Regions from separate parts of the Mus musculus genome. Here region 1 is linked to region 2. Evidence: chromatin contacts called from public HiChIP or PLAC-seq data. All regions are on one chromosome and are shown on one strand. Each heading gives the region's core, a stretch centred on a gene start, on an enhancer-like site or on the middle of the called end of the contact. The rest is flanking DNA. Distances are from core to core; before and after follow the strand shown.

Evidence for each region. HiChIP or PLAC-seq counts read pairs in DNA pulled down with a chosen protein or histone mark.
Region 1: an H3K27ac HiChIP or PLAC-seq map of embryonic fibroblasts shows a contact between it and region 2, with 9 read pairs. The contact joins two enhancer-like sites. A contact is called at or near these places in 1 of 15 datasets of contacts at CTCF or cohesin (the NIH/3T3 cell line), 1 of 484 Hi-C or Micro-C datasets (nephron progenitors) and 2 of 115 datasets of contacts at active chromatin or transcription factors (embryonic fibroblasts and fibro-adipogenic progenitors).

The regions. Positions count from the first base shown.
Region 1 is chr17:79,538,875-79,542,507 of GRCm38.p6, forward strand. No RefSeq gene overlaps it. Among named protein-coding and RNA genes, the nearest start is that of Gm10494, 30 kb to the left of the region's middle. Within about 2 kb of position 1,372, at least 23 of the 459 cell types and tissues checked have an H3K27ac peak or open chromatin away from gene starts, as enhancers often do. A contact at or near this core is called in embryonic fibroblasts, where this site is marked.
Region 2 is chr17:79,396,990-79,400,509 of GRCm38.p6, forward strand. No RefSeq gene overlaps it. Among named protein-coding and RNA genes, the nearest start is that of Cdc42ep3, 44 kb to the left of the region's middle. Within about 2 kb of position 1,637, at least 10 of the 459 cell types and tissues checked have an H3K27ac peak or open chromatin away from gene starts, as enhancers often do. A contact at or near this core is called in embryonic fibroblasts, where this site is marked.

The sequences.
Region 1 (3,633 bases), core at 122-2,621, 140 kb after region 2:
AACTTGTCCAGGAAGATGGTCAGTTATTCATTCCACTCCTCTCATAACCACAATCTTTCCTGCAGGGGAAAAAGAACACGCCCTTCTCGGACCTTCTCAGCCTCCAGGTCTCGGTTTTATGTAACTTTCTCAGCTAGGTCTATGTCAGCCACTGCCAAGCAGGCGGTGTCTATATTTTTCTTAAGTACATTTCCTGCCATTTAGTTTACAGTCTTGATCAGGATGTGAACTTATTTGTCAGGCTGTTCCTTATCTATGTCCAGCCTCTACTACCCTCCCTGAGGTCAGACCTCTTTCTGCTGTATGCTCTCTCCCTCTCCCTCTCCCTCTCCCTCTCCCTCTCCCTCTCCCTCTCCCTCTCCCTCTCCCTCTCCCTCTCCCTCTCCCTCTCCCTCTCCCTCTCCCTCTCCCTCTCCCTCTCCCTCTCCCTCTCCCTCTCCCTCTCCCTCTCCCTCTCCCTCTTCCCTCCACCTCTCCCCCTCCCTCTCCCCTTCTCCTATCTCTCTCCCTCCCTCTCCCCCTGCCCCTCTCCCCCTCCCTCTGCCCTCCCCCTCTCCCTCTCGCCCCTCTCCCCTCCCCCCCCTCTCTCCCTCCCTCTCCCCCTCCCTCTCTCCCTCTCCCTCTCCCGCTCCCCCTCTCCCCCTCCCCCTCCCCCACTCCCTCTCCCTCTCCTTCTTCTAATATAATTAAGTTTGTGCTACTTATATTTATCATATCTTATATCTTAAGATTCTGAGCTTTTAAAGAATCTGAAATAGCTTGCCTTCCCACCCCCTCCCCCCGGCTGCTTTTCTGCTTGCTTTGGCAGGGGGAAAAAGTGTAATGTTTTATTTTTTTGAACTTACAGAACTCATTAGTATAATTCAAAGAAATGATATTTTAAGATATGGAACTTTATGGATTATTGCTATCAGTACCAGATATTTTCTACTTGCCTCATGAGATAAAATCTCCCAAAAATGTGTTACACTAGCATCCTATTTTTTAGTGAGACAAAGCAAAAGCAACCCACGAATTAACATCAACCATCCCCTGAACTGGGTATCCTCCCAGAACTGAACCGCAGTGTTCTTGAAGATACACCAAATGTTAGGTTAGTAACATGTTTGACATCTACATATGTGGGGGGAGACAAGCATGCCGAAAACCTGTAATTGAATAGCATTAATAGTAACTGTTGAACTGAAAAAGAAAAAGAATTTACATTTAAACATAGTAGTTGGTAGGCACATAAATAGCATTGGAAATAGTTATATACAAATTTCAGAAAATTTCCTCATTTCCCTGTTGACTTTGGCCAAGGTAACTGAAGAGATTCCATAAAGATGACATCTCATCCCAATCCTATTATCTTGAGCAATTTCAGTGGTCAGCTAATTGTCTAGTTCCTGTTATTAGTCAGGGTTCATACGAGCCAGTATGGTTTTCCAGAACTGACTACCTCCTAAAAGACAGAAAACCCAATAGCTACCTCTCTTGACAAACTAGAGGTAATTGCATACAACAGCCTTGTAGAAAGCATAGAAAAGTCCCCCAAAACTTTCTTGGTTTGGATCCCAACAGGTCCAATCTGACCTTAGATATTTTTTTTAGAACTACTGACAGCAGAAATTTGTAAATGATGGCCTTTCTCATGGCATCCACCAAGTATCCCTCAAATGAAGATTGTTTAGTGGCATTGACTTGAAAAAAAATTTTTTTAAATATGTTGAAGACTACACTTTCCCTGCTCAAAATGGTCCAGCATCAATGTCATTAGTTTTCTTAGTCAGAACCTGAAGCCGTCCCATATCTAGTGACTCAGAGACTGGTAGCTAAGACCTGACGGAGCTGCAAGCATGCTAAAAGATGAGAATCATTAATGGATCTTGTAGATTCTCCAAAGAAGCCTTGGTGAAAAGAAGTCTGGAAAATGTGCACTCAGGGAGGACAACAATGGTCACTGAGTCATGCCTCAGCCATCACTGTGTGTAGGAAAGTCAGCCTATGACATATTTGTTAAGTAATGGAGTGGATAAAATGAGAGACTAGAAGACTTTGTGGTAGATGACATCTTGTGGCATACAAGTCCTGCTTTACTCCTTCATCTTCCTGCCTTCTCTCACGTACTAAGTCACATGGGACCAGATATGAGAGGTCTAGACTTGCGTCTTAACTCTGCTTTTCTTAGTGTTGGAGAAGTTGCTCTGGGTTTCTACCTGTTTCTCAATCAGAGGTAAAAAACAAAACAAAACCAGGGTATTTTATTATAGATGTCAGAAGCTAGAAAGGGTCTCTTGGAGGTGGGAGGAGAAGAACCCCTAAGCTAGGTAAGGGATAATTGAATGCATGTAATATGAAAGTAGATGGGGGAGGTGTAAACACTGAGAGTAGAAAGGTTTAGTTAGGGATGGGAATACGCGGATGAGGAGTGTATAGAGAAAGGTCTAACCAATGCTAAAGATGTGTAAAAAGTCTTATGGAAACTCACTACTTTGTACAGTAATTAGAAATGTAGAATTTTTTAAAGGAATCTAAATAAAGTTACTCTGTATGGCTGGCTAATGCTTCTCTCAAAGGCCACGGGGTGGTAAGCAAAGATCCCAGTACCAGGAGTGAAATACCTCCCTATGGATTTGCTGATCAGAGAGGGCTCAGAGGTGCCTAAAACAACACAGGCTATTGCCATTCATTTGAATGTCCACCAGAACAGATGGGGAGCCCATATTACTGAAGGTACTGCACTTTGAGCACAGGACACAGAAAAATCAAGCTAGAACTGCCTTGAAAACTTCCTCCCTGCTGGCTAGGTTTTCAAAGTGCTCGAAGTTGCAATGCAGGCTGCTGGGGAGGAAAGACTGTCCACGCACCTACCAAGCTGTGGATCTTGCAGATGAGAATACTAACCTGCCAACTAAGATGTGCTCACTGCTCAGTCATGGCGGGCATGTCATGGAGGCAATCAACTGCTGTTCTAAATTGGATTTGACGTCTTCTACATAGGGAAAAAAAATTATACCCGATACTGTAAACCTGTTCAAAAACCACAGCTGAGAAGGTCAGAGGCCCCCAAGAAGGAGCCTATTTATGTTGTTTTAATAAATAGGCATGTCAAAATGCCTTGTAGCTATGTATGTTTACATCTGTAGATTAGTGCTGCTCTTAACTGGAGAAGCATTGTTTTGTAGTCAACAGCAGTCAACGAAGAGACTCATAACCACTCAAAGTGCTAAGAATAAATAACTATTGAATCCTCAGCCTTAAACCTGGATATCTCTATCAGTCTCCTTGCAGACTCGGGGAACATCACAAAATTCAGGAGAGCTAAGAGGTTGTAAGAATTAAAGCAGGATGAGAAATCCTGTGAAGTGCTGACTTCTGAGCATGACGTGGACCACGCACTCATAGATACGACATGGAGCTATGGTTGCCAGCAGAAGGTCCTCCCAAGACTAAACCAGTCAACACTGCAGCACTGGATAGCTAGGGGACTATGAGGAGTGATTGCCACTTGATGGCTGCTGAAGGATGGGGATTTGTTTTTCTTCAAGATGCAACCACAGACAAGATCCCAAGATTCAGGAAGTGACCCCCACACTTGCAAGCAATCACAATCAAACTCAGGGCTTATTATTAATGTTTTAAGATATCGAT
Region 2 (3,520 bases), core at 387-2,886:
AGAAACTGGCTGTTATCCATACTGGTCTTGACATGTTATATTGATATGAAAAGTAGTAAGAACATTCAGTAACATAACATGCATAAGAGACACATTATAAAGGGCTGGAGATAGTGCATCATATAGTACTGTCTGTCTCCAATTCTTTAAATGAGTCATTTACTCATCAATTTAAATGTTTTCAAGTGCACTCTACACATACCAGGTTTAAAAGACAATACAGATATAACCCCTATGTGTAAGAAAGTGATAGTTGAGAATCAGTTGAAAATAAAAATTAAAACAAGGAAACATTGTAGCAGGAGAATTTAGGCACACATCACCACACACTGTAACGGGTGCCATTAATGCCAGTAAGTGAATTCAACAAGCAGGCTTACTTAGCCCTTCCGCTTATAGGTACTATCATATACACACTCTTTCCAGGTCTTCTGTAGTAGTAAGATTTCCTTATTGTCTGACCAAATACCTAAAGAAACAAGACAGCAAACATTTGGTTTGTCTCCTTGCTTCAGAGGTACCAGACTATGGTAGCAGACAGGGTATGGGGGGGGAAGAGCAGGTTATACCATGGTGCCATGAAGCTGAGCAGAGGAGAATGGTTGTACTAAACGTGTTCTCTCATCCCTTCTATCTTAAGTTTATGATTGCTGTGATGAAACACCATGAGAAAAGCAACTTGGGGAGGGAAGGGTTTATTTGGCTTATTCCACATCACAGCTCATCATCAACCGGACAGGAACTCAGGCAGAGCAGGAACCCAGAGTCAGGAGCTGATGCAGAAGCCATGGAGGAGTGCTGCTTGCTGATTTGCTCCACTTGACGTGCTCAGCCTACTTTCTTAAAGAACCCAGGACCACCAGCCCAGGAATGACACCACCCACGATGGGCCAGACCCTCTACCATCAATCATAGATTAAGAAAATGCCACACAGGCTTCTTTTCAGCCCAGTTTCCTTTTTCTTTTTCTTTTTTTTTCCAGTTTTCTAAAGGCATTTTCTTTTCTTTTCTTTTTTATAAGCACATTTTATTCAACATTGTTTCTTGAAAACTGTTGCAGGAAATAACGTGTTGGCACGTTCCTGTGCTTGTGCCTCTGCCCGGGCGGCCTGGCTGGCCATGTACTAGCAGGCAATGGCCAACGACCTGTTTTTATGTTGTGGAGACTGACTCAGAACTCCAAAATCTCTCCACCCAGCTCGGTAGGTTCCCTCTGGTGGGTCGTTACCATGTCAGCCCCATGCTTCAAATCCCCCCATGGCCTTTGTGGTGCACATCTGACAAACCCAAGCTTTGCTGCTGTACCTTTCTCTCTTGAACCCAGAGGAGCTGCTGCATGAAGGAAAACACAACACAAACTTAGTTCAGAAACAATGGTAACTCAATCTCTGGGCACAACAACTAAACCCTAATCTGGTAAGCCTTACTACAATCTGATTCCTCTGGTGGGGAATCCTTGTGGATCTGCCATGATACCAGGAAACTCTAGCAGCTACATCTTACCCATCTCCCGTCCCATTCCAAAAGGACCTAACTCTCTTCTGCTTCCTCTCTTCCTCCGTCCAACCCTGAAGTCCTGCCTACTCGCCCAGTGATTGGCTCCTTTATTCATTAGGGGATTGATTCACAAGAAGTCACTGAACTATGACTCACTCCTCATCCACAACCCATCCCAGGAGAGTGGAATTAACTTACAAACAGCACCAGGCCCATCCCCAACAGAAAACAACTATTACCAGTTCATGATTGTTCATGTTTTCTCCCTATTTTATTATTCTCCCCTTTTCTTTCCATTTGTTTTTTTCTTTCTTAAAATTTATTATTTTCTCATATATTAAATTCTGACTGTAGTTTCTCCTCCCCCGACTCCTCTCAATCCCTCCCCCTATACCTCCACTCTCCCCCAGAGCCACTCCTCTTCCATTTTCCTTTAAAAAAAGACATTTTCTTAATTGAGGATATTTTTGTCTTAGATGACTTTAGCTGTGTCAAGTTGACATAAGACTGCCCAGTACTCAGGATCCTGGTCCATGGGATACCAATTCCCATGCCAGGGTGGATCTCCCTTGACCCATGTGTTAATCCTTTTGAGAAATATCTGTATAGACATAACCAGAGATGTGAATGCACTAGCCTCCCAGGCGCTTCTCAATTTAATCAAATTGATAGTCCAAATTAACCATCACAGCTTCCCAGTAGGTGGGGAACGCTTCCCCATCTTTAAGTCTTGGAATTGGCCATGTGGTTTGCCTTGATCAATGAAATACAAGCAGAGGTTTCAAATGGCTGATAGGTTGGCCTTTGTCTTTGTGTGTGTCTTAGTCACACTGCAGGTGGAAGAAGGAGAAATAAATGTTCAGTGCAGTCCACTGAGGGTCTGTGGATGTGTTTGTTATATGACCTGTCTGATGCAGTTGGGCTACTATTGGCTTAAAGACTCCCAGGAGTCCCTAAGACATAGTAATAGCTGAGTGGAGACATGAAGGATAAAATGATAAGTGGTCTGTGTGTGCTTATATGAATGTGTGTGTGTGTGTGCATGTGGTGTGTGTGCATGTGTGCATGTTGATAGGGGAAGCTGGGTGGTATGGATGAAGGGAGGGGCAAACCAAAGGAATAGAAGTCAATGAGAGTATATGTGTCTTGTTGGCTGAAGCAATTGGTAGAGCCAACAGTAGTGCATGGGACCTTCATCCTAAGGAGAGGGACAAGCCATATGTTTTAAGATGTCCTCACTGGACACTGGTCTCTGATGCGGCATTGATGAAGACTTAGTTCAGAGTTTTCTCATGCAGAAAGCTGCTCAGTAGCTGAACCTGTGCTCATTTCCTGTGAGCATACTATTATTCTAAATATTACTAAAGAGTTTTGCTTCATATTTTAAAATGCAACAATGCACATTGGTTTGGAAGGAAAGCATTTTGAATGGGGTCTAAATGGTCCTTTTTTTTTTTATTTCTTTAAAGGAAGAGTGACACATTAACTGTCCAGGTTTTGTCATCTTCTTCGAATAATGTGATGCTAGAGAAACCTGTAGACTTAGTGGGATTAGATCACTGCACTGTGTCTGAAATGCACATCTTATTTAAAGGTAATAACCAGGCTGATTTCACTTTAAGTCATTTCCCACACTGCCCTGGCCATGACTCACAAGTACACCATCAACACATATTTAAGTATATATGCCTCTTTTCTCCCTGGCCCAACTTTTTCAGCTTAGAACACTTTTAACCATGTAGGGTAGACTTCCCTGAAATTTGACTAACACTTGACTTCATACTCTGATGAAATTTGTAAACTCAAAGCCCCAAAGATCCCCTTTATACCTCACAAGCACAAATGGTCAAAATACCTTTAAAAAGCAACAGATTTTATCGAATGCTCCCAATCCACTGATTAACCAGAAACTGCTTGATCATTTGCCAACAGCCCACCTATAAAAGTGTCCCATTATAGGGAACGTCCCAGACCATAGAACTGGTAAGTTCCAAGTGATGTCCAGAGAAATGACAGGTTTTGT